Regions from separate parts of the Rattus norvegicus genome. Here region 1 is linked to region 2. The links are chromatin contacts, called in public Hi-C maps. All regions are on one chromosome and are shown on one strand. Each heading gives the region's core, a stretch centred on a gene start, on an enhancer-like site or on the middle of the called end of the contact. The rest is flanking DNA. Distances are from core to core; before and after follow the strand shown. Region 1 holds the start of Cahm (colon adenocarcinoma hypermethylated). Region 2 overlaps Pacrg (parkin coregulated).

Region 1 (4,477 bases), core at 1,625-4,124, 410 kb after region 2:
ATTTAGGAAGATACTCAAACGTTTTGTGGAGTTAATTACACAAACATACCTAGATTTCTCCCATCCCTCCTTAAAGAAATTTTATAACTTAAATTATTTCTTTAAAAGAGTATTGGAACAAGGAAACCACTAAATACCGAATGTGAAGTTTTAGTTCATGTAGAAACTCTATGATGATAAAAGCGGAAGTGCTTGGAATACTGTAAGTTTTTATTCTAAATGTCAAGAGATGCAGTAAACTCCTAGAGCCAATGAAATTGAACAGGAAGTCCATTTCCACTCCTAGCTAATTAATGTGAGAGAGAAGAGCCGGTTTTATTGTTAATAGATGATAGGAGTTTTCACTGAAAGAGCTATTACAAGGATCTTCATATACCCGGTGTATATATCTTCATGTATACTTATCCTACTCATTTTGAAACTGTATTAAAATGTCTATAATAACAGAACTGAAGGACCTATAATAATCGCTGAGATTTTAAGCCTGGAGGTACACATCCCAACAGACTTTGTAGTCTACACTGTGTTGTGCGGATTGATACATGTCCACAGTGTGAAGAAGAAGGAGTGTGAGGGAGAAAAAGGTGGGAGCCTATAGATGAGTACCTGGGCAAGGTCAGTGACTCCAAAGGCTGTAGATGCACTTTCTGTACAGCCCTGGACTGCCTCCACCAGCCACTAAACTGTTCTTAGGCAGCCAACCATCTCTTCCCTCAAATATGGCTACTCTTGCCTCCTTCCCTATGTGTTGGGGGAGCACTGAAGAAAATGAGCCAGGTAAGTATTTGAACCTCAGGCATGCAAACTAGCACGTGACACTTCTTTTCGAACATGCAAGTCATGAGAGCCTACACAAGTGTTGTTGATGGGGTTAGGAGTTCTAAAAACCTTCAAGTCTTTACTCTGATGGCAAACACACTGACCCACAGAGCTGACATGGCATGAGGAAATGTGACAGAAAGAATTAAAAATTTAACAAAAAATAGAGGTGACACCTGGGAGTTGGAGTGGGGCTTTTGGGCAGATAGAAAAAAAATTCCAATGAGATACCAGGCCCAGAGTCCTACAGATGCCAAGCGTGTGTAGAGGTCAAGGCAGATTTCAGGGAGACCAGGAGTCCATCTAGTGAGCTTGGGCCAGCAACATGCAGGGGACCAGATCTCTTGGGGCCTAGCAGGTCTTGGTAAACTCTTAGGATATTTTTTCTTTACCTGAGAAATCAGGAAAAGTAAGTAGGGGACAAGATCCACATGTACTTGAAAATGTACCAAATGGCAACTATTTCCAAATGATGGGTCCACCAGGGATTAAGTCATGGTGAATGAATATTGCCTGACAGTTATTTTTGGTTCAACTACATTATAAAAAGTGGTTGGACTTTATGGGTCAAAAATGATGGAACACTGTCATGAATTCCAAGGATTTACTGGATAAGGTTGATAAAATTGGGGGGGGGGCACTCTGGTATAAAATATACATGGACTTGAACAGCCAGCAGGACTTATTAGCTATATAGTGCTGGGTAAATTATTCCGTTTACCTCTTCCTCTTCAGAGGTTTCCTCTTATGTACAAATCGGGGATGCCAGTATTACCTCAGGCCCAGGACTGTTGTGATTGACTGAGCTACAGAGGTAGAGCAGTTAGCACAGGCCCTATAAGTGTATCAACTTACAAAGGGGACTTTGCTTGCACAAGCACAGACAATGAAAAATAATTCAGGGACAAATATTTTTTAATAATATACAAGGAACAAACTTCTAATTTTTCTAGGTTTTGAAGCAACACTTAGAAAACGTAGTAACAGCTTTTTAATCAAATTATTCCATGCTTTTACATAATTTACTGTTTAAAGAGATAACTAGGTGAATAATCTAGAACTACTATAGTCATTGTTGAAAAATTCAAGTTATTTCAATTACACGTTAACTTTGTCCATCATTTGCTCTACTAATTTAATAAACGAGAAAACCAAAACCAAAACCAACTCGAACTGTAGTCTTTAAATGAAATCAAGAGTAAAGTTGCTTTAAATACCTTTGGCACCACACAAACTTCGGAATGCTCTTTAGAATTTGTGTAAAGCAGTTTAAAAAAAAAAAACAATTCGACAACGCTGCTTATGTTCACATTTAAAATACAGTGAGATGATTCACAGAAAATTATAGCCAGGGCCAACTCTCAAAATGGTTAATTTGACAATCTTGTCTACATTTTAATACGGCACGTTATAAAGAACTTGCAACAAAACAGGGATGATGCAGATTTAGTGAGTGACAGCTTCTATAAATCACAGGACTTCATTGCTGCAATTCAGAACATTGTTTCCGAAACAAATGTAACCCTCAGAACTCCCTCACCCCCATAGGAAGCACCTTTTCTGGCCCACTGCCTTTCGTTTATTTTTATTTATTTATTTATTTATTTATTTATTTATTTATTTATTTATTTATTTATTTATTTATTTATTTTTGTCAAGTAGGTAGAAATAGGTGTTGACTACTTGGTTTTCCCGAATGTGTGCTCACACAGGCTTCTTCAGCGAGCGGCCGCGCCTCCGAGGAGCCACCGCCTCCACCTCCGGACTGTAACCTGCGGTGAGGATAACGGAACCGCGCGTCACGCCGCATGGAACGGAGCCCGCCCGCCCGTGGGTGCGCACGCGTGTGCCATCTCCGCCCACGGTCCGGGGCCGCCTCGCAGCACACGGCGATGCGAGGCCCGTCACGCGTGGCGCTGGCTCCAGGGGAAACCTCGCTGGAGTCCCCACCGCGGAAGACACTGCGGTGCGGGCGCCTACGCCGACTCAGTCCACCGCCACCTAGCACCCCAAGCGATCCGACGGTCGGGTCCCTCGCCCCGCCAGGTGGGCGCCGCGCCAGAACCGTTCCGCCCCGCTTCTCGGTCCGCAGGCCATCGTTCCCCCACTTCCCCAACCCCAACGCAGGCGCGCTCCAGGCCCGCCCCTCCCCCCTCGGCGCGCTCTCCGCCCGGTGGGGCGGAGCGACCCTCGGAAGGGGCGTGGCCACAGCCCTCGACGCGCGCACGCGCTCTCAGCCTCACGGCTACGTGTCGGCACACGTGACGCCCACCCGAGAGTCCCCAGTGAAGCAACAGGACGTTAAAAAAAAAATTTTTTTTTTGAGGGGTAGCGAGGAAGGTGGACGAAGAGGTTTAAAAAAAAAAAAACCAAACTATAGTAACGCGCGCGGACGCGAGGCCCGGGCGGCGGCGAGCGCTGCGCGTCGCGGAGAGTCCCGCCGGGATTCCTCTCAGCCGCCGCGCCCGACCGCGCCCGCCGCCTCAGCAACAGCGCGCCGACGAGCCAGTGCCGCCGCCCGCGTCCCCCTCAGCCGCGACCCGGGCCCCGCGCAGGCCACCGCCGGCGCGCGTCCTCTTCGCCGCGGCCGGGCCCTGCACCGGCCGTCCCGCCCGAGCGGCCAGGGGCGGCGGCGGGGGGCGGGAGCGCGCCCAGCCCCGTAACGGCCGCCCTGCGCGGCCCCGCCCGCCGCCCGCCCCCGGCCCTGCCCGCGCCCCTCCCCCCGCCGCCGCCGGCTGCGCCGCCTGAACTGAGGCGAACTCCGCCGCCAAGTGAGTGAGGAGGAGGAGAGCCGCGGAGGAAGAGGAGGAGCGCAGTCGGAGCGCGGCGGCGGCGGCGGCAACGCGGAGCGCCGCGGCGGACAGCACCGCAGACTCGCGAGCTTCGGCGCAGGCGGCGCGACCGGCCGACGAGCGGCCCCCGGCTCCTCGCGGCGCAGCGGCCCCGCGCCGCGCTCGGCCCGAGACCCGCCTCCGCCGCCGGCCTCGCGAGGGGAGCCGCGCCGGGCGGCCGAGGAGCGGCGGCCGCGGCGCGTCGGGCCGGGCGAAAGTGCCTGCGGGGGGCGGGCGGGCGCGCGGAGCCGGCCGCCCCGGGGCTCGGCGCGGGAGCCGGAGCGGGAGCCGGCGCGGAGCGGGACGCGGTGTCCCGAGCGGCCGGCGGCCGGAGCTCGCCCCCGCCCCTCCCTCCTCTCCTCCGGCGGCGGCGGCGGCGGGCGGAGTGAGCTGCGGAGCCTGGAATATGGTCGGGGAAATGGAAACGAAGGAGAAGCCGAAGCCCACCCCAGATTACTTGATGCAGCTGATGAACGACAAGAAGCTTATGAGCAGCCTGCCCAACTTCTGCGGGATCTTCAACCACCTCGAGCGGCTGCTGGACGAAGGTGAGGTGGCCGGACCCGGCGCGGCGGCCCGGGATGGCGGGGCGGCGGGAAGGTCAGGCGGGCGGGCGGGCGGGCGCACAAAGGCGGCGCGGGCGGCTCGCGGCGGGGACCGGGCCGGGGCCCGGCCAGGCCCGAGGGCGGACCCGGGAGCACGCGGGGCTGCGGGGCTGCGGCCGGCTCCCGACGGCGGGGCGGCTAGGCTCCCCGCCATTCCGGCCATCCCGGCCGCCCCGGCCCGGCCACACGAGTCCCCGAGCTCCGCCTGGTCTCGCCCGCGGG
Region 2 (4,460 bases), core at 974-3,473:
GTCTGTCTCTCTCTCTCTCTCTCTCTGTGTATGTGTGTGCCTCTGTCTTTGTCTCTGCCTGTCTCTGTCTCGATGCCCCCCCCCAACTTCTGTTCTTGTCTTTAGTTTTATTGCTGTTTTGCTTTGCTCCTTTCTTCAATCAGGGACCCTACCCATGGGATGGTGTCTGTGTGCATTTGGGAAGGCCTTTCCAGTTAAGTGTTTTCGGAAACTTCCTCAGAGAAACATTTTATGGGTTAAACACATTTGTGATTGCGTCTCCAAGAATGCAGCAGTGTTGAATCAAAACACTTCCCTTTGGAGCCATTTAACCAGGGTGAGCCCAGATTTGAATCTCTGCTCTGTGCTCGGTGTGTCTTCTCTCTTCTGTCTTTTATGTGAGCCTGAGTCTGTGGCTGACCGAAGATGGTCTTCTGAATCTGACCCTGTGCCTGTCTGTTGTGACTGTGCATCTCTCCCCAACAAAGAGCTCTGTTCTCTTTCTTATTGACCAACAGGGGGAGAGAATGGGATATTTTACAGGAATCTTTAACAGAGTTTTATAAAGGATTAAGTCGCCGGCTCCAACTGACCCAGACAACAAACAGCACCGCAAACATTACTGTTTATCAGCTAATATCCATAAATGTTCTGCTCAACATTTATGGTGGATATTCATTTTAGATGATTGCTTTCAACCTCTGTCTTTACTGCTTTCAGCAAATGATACTCATGTATCGTTCTGGGCCAGGATCAGGGAAGAGTAAATAAATTAAGACTCAAGACCCTCTCTGTGTTTATTGCAATTTTGGCAAGATTGTCCGCACAGTTTATGCCTTGAACTGTATTTGTTTTTGCATCTGCGTTGCATGGGTTTTGCTGATTCTTTGAAGTAAGGGACCATGTCATTTCCGAACTCTGAACAACTCAGTTTTTGTTTTGTTCCCCTTTCTTTGCTTTCTTAACTATGCATAGTACCGCTCACATGACGAGCATTTAGTATGTACATAAGTGAATGATGTAAAAGCTCATTTCTTCTTCTTTATGAAAACTCCAGGAGTGACTGATAATCGATTATGTTAGTAACAGACTCTTCCACCTACATAGTCTCAAAAAATAATTTCAGTCCTCATGTCTGGACAGCCAGCAGAGCAGACCCATTCCCAGGAGCTAATGACTCCTCACATGGGCTTCTGAGAGTTGACCACAATCCATCCATTTAATTACAAACATGCTGTCAATTAGCTCTGTGTCCCCGAGAGTTGTTGAATCTTTCACTGCTTTAATTTTCTGCAGTATCTTTGTGGTTCCCACTGTCCATGTCCTTGGGGATAATAGCATCATAGTGGCCACGTCTACTGTGGCTGGCATAAGGCTTGGGAGATCCAAGGTCTACTAGTCACAGAGCAGATGGCCAGTGATAGCTGTATTGTAATTTCCAGTTTTGAAATTATTAGGAATAGTGGCTGCAGAGATGACTCAGGGGTAAAGAGCCCTGGCTGTTCTTCCACAGGACCCAGGCTCTATTTCCTGCACCCACATGGTACCTCACAACTATCTATAACTCCAATTCCTGGGGATTTGACACCCTTATATCAGACATACATGCATGCATGCACACATACAGACGTACATACAGGCAAAACACCAATGCACATGACATAAAAATATGTTGTTTCAAAGAAGACATTATAAGGAATGGTGGCCTCTGCCAGACTTCAGTTTAATGTCAATAGTCATGGAGATTCTTCTTGTGCTTTTCAGAGTAATTTAAGTATAGTAGGTTTGTCATAATATTCTATGAAAACGATGAAGTGGCCTTAAACAAGAAAACAGCCTACAAAAACGCTAAGAACCCCACTAGAGAGACCATCAGGACATGTTCTGAAGAAGTCCTCATGTTAGTGAGAATGCAGCTTATGATGAGAGATCTGTGAAAATGCTCACAGCTGCCCAGTTGGTAAGATGACCCCAGCACCTCAGCACACTGACTCCCTTCTTAGGAGAGTGTGGCCCTGGCTCTGAGGACTTACCAGGTTCATAGTGTTCCCCTGGTAGAAGACATGATTCAGCGTCAGTTATAGTGCCTGTCATGGCCCCTTTCCTCATGATGTCCAACTTCCGCCTCAGATCTCTTCTATGAAGTGCCTTTGGCTACTTCTAATAACCCCAAAATGTTTGCCATACTATACCAAGAATGGTCACAGGCTTACTCAGCCCTTAAACTATGGTTATACATGCATAGAGCATGCACATGAGACCACAAGTTGAAATTCCAGTAGCTGATTGCTTCATGTTGCCTTACGAGGACTCACTTTGTCAAGATGATGCAGATCCTAAACCTGTAAGGTGGTCAGAAAATGATTAGGGTCACATCACAGCCCTTGAGCCTTCCCATGGTACAATGCCAACAAAGAATTCAGATATTTTATTAGTGGCATAGAATGTCTCAGAAACAAAAAACAAACAAGTAAACAAAACACTACAAAAAACGAATACATTGAAGAACTGAAAGTTATTCAAGGACAAAACCATTTTGTGTGTTTTAACTGTTTAAACAATTAGTTGACTTATCTTCATGAATCTATCAGTCGATATCTTTCAGTAGACTTGAGTCATCTTTCATTTTCTGTGCAGTGCACACAGCCTTTTAAACAACCCTTCATGTTTGACATTTTGTCATACTTCAACTGGTCCAAACTGTGTTTTCTCTCAAAGACTCCATACTGCTGTGAAAGCTTTCCCTGTGAATTTTATTCCTCCATTCTTGGCTAAAAACACTTGTGGCCTGATCCTACTCTGTTTACCCAGGTCTTTCCTTAAGAGTTGAGGGGATTAGAGCGTGAAAAAAAAAAAAAGGAAGAGAGGAGTTGCCAGTAGGTGGCTCACTCTGAATGTGCTTGGGATGGGATCAGAAATGTCACCCCTCCTCCACTAAGCCTTTGTTTTCAATCCCTGCTGCTTGGAGCCTTTTTCTGTAATGCCTGAGTCATTTGCAGGGGGTGAAGAGGGGAAGAAAGAGAAGAAAGCCAGCATGCACCAGCCTCCTCAGAGCGTAAGAATAGCATGGCCCCATCTCATTTGGAGTGGTCCCCTAGTGGAGCCTGGACCGAATTCTCTTCCCCACACACAATTGCTTGTTCTTTTGTTCCTTGTGTCCTTGGCAAAGACTGAAAGAACTAAGCCTGTAATACTTAGGCCCTCCTGTGTCACTTAAGGGATAATAGGCCATTGTCTTCATTAAGCCACCCTTGTTTTAGCAAATAGAATCCAGAGACTGGAGGGAGAACATTTTGAAGGGGGCAGAATCAGAGGAGAGATGCTTCACTGGATTCCCTAGAGAAACTGTTTTGTTTCTCCTGCTTTATTGCTCCTCACTGAGAAGATTCATATTCAAATGGGCCGAGTCCGTGAATACTTGCTTGCACATTCTCATGCACCCAGGAAGGCTATGATTATGGCTAATTACAACGCAGAATGAAACCCTAACAAGAGTGCTCAATCAGATTGTTGTTCATGCATGAAGTAACCAAGGCTGGCCAATGGAGGTGTGATTCTGGTAATTACAAACATTGTGGCTATTTGAAAAATGCTTAGTAAATCTGTTCAGGACAAAATAAGGTCTAATTAATCACTTTAGACGCTGATTTCTCCAGACGATTCATGTGCACTTAAAAAAAAAAAGTTTAGGGTCCCCTCAATAAACCAAATCTAAATATAAAATATGCTCATTGCCCACACTTTGTCGGAGGAATCAACTATACAGCCTGCCCCATTCCTGTCTTTTCTGACCATCATATCACAGCCTGCCTTGTATGCAACTCGACAGAAGGTTCTTTAAAAATAAATGTGTACATATTCTTGTTATTATCTGGCGACCCAGTACTTTATAAAAAGTTACTGGAAAGCATCAACTGTTAATTTAAATGTCCAGAGCGATATATAATAACTGCGCTGATATGCCTTAAGTCTGAGTATTCTGAGAATGCTGGCTGTAACCCTGGAGTATAATACCCAAGGATGCTACAGGATGAAGAGATGTTATCTTCTCCTAACCCGTCACAAAGAACAGGACTGAGGCCACAGTAGCAATGAAGAAATGACAATCGAGAACTTTGTGACATAGGTGTCCATGGGAAATGGGAAATCTGTGTAGTTTACAGACATTTAGTGTGCTCCAAGAGGCAGTAAACTAGGAAACTTAACAAAACCATGTGCTCACTCACTCACTCGTCAGAGTTCCTGTATTGCTCTCCTTCCTTCCTGTCATGTGAGGCTCCATAAAGGGCAGGGAAAAAGAGATCTTCCTGGGCTCAATAGCTGCCTTGAGGAAGACAGGGAATTCCAATTTCCAAGGTCCTCACTAGAGAGAGAGTGCAGGCCATGACAGAGGACCCTCTTGCAGACTCTGCTTCCTCGCTTCTTCTCTGTAAAGAATGCTCTGCATGAAGATGTTGGTGGCTTCACATCCTGAAGAGAGA

What was found. Hi-C and Micro-C count contacts between places; a contact is called where the count stands out from the background.
Region 1: a Hi-C map of the A7r5 cell line shows a contact between it and region 2, with 10 times the contacts expected there. The contact joins the promoter of Cahm here to the enhancer-like site in region 2. A contact is called at or near these places in 6 of 12 Hi-C or Micro-C datasets (the A7r5 cell line, Schwann cells, frontal cortex and 2 more) and 1 of 1 datasets of contacts at active chromatin or transcription factors (oligodendrocytes).

What each region holds. Positions count from the first base shown.
Region 1 is chr1:52,931,794-52,936,270 of GRCr8, forward strand. Cahm (colon adenocarcinoma hypermethylated) reads right to left here and starts at 2,875. Exons shown (of 1, transcript NR_132441.1): 1 at 1,719-2,875. Qki (QKI, KH domain containing RNA binding) reads left to right here and starts at 3,632. Exons shown (of 8, transcript NM_001414465.1): 1 at 3,632-4,198. The coding sequence starts at 4,057.
Region 2 is chr1:52,521,623-52,526,082 of GRCr8, forward strand. All of the region lies in intron 2 of Pacrg (parkin coregulated), which reads left to right. Among named protein-coding and RNA genes, the nearest start is that of Pacrg, 93 kb to the left of the region's middle. Within about 2 kb of position 2,224, at least 57 of the 93 cell types and tissues checked have an H3K27ac peak or open chromatin away from gene starts, as enhancers often do. A contact at or near this core is called in the A7r5 cell line, Schwann cells and prefrontal cortex, where this site is marked.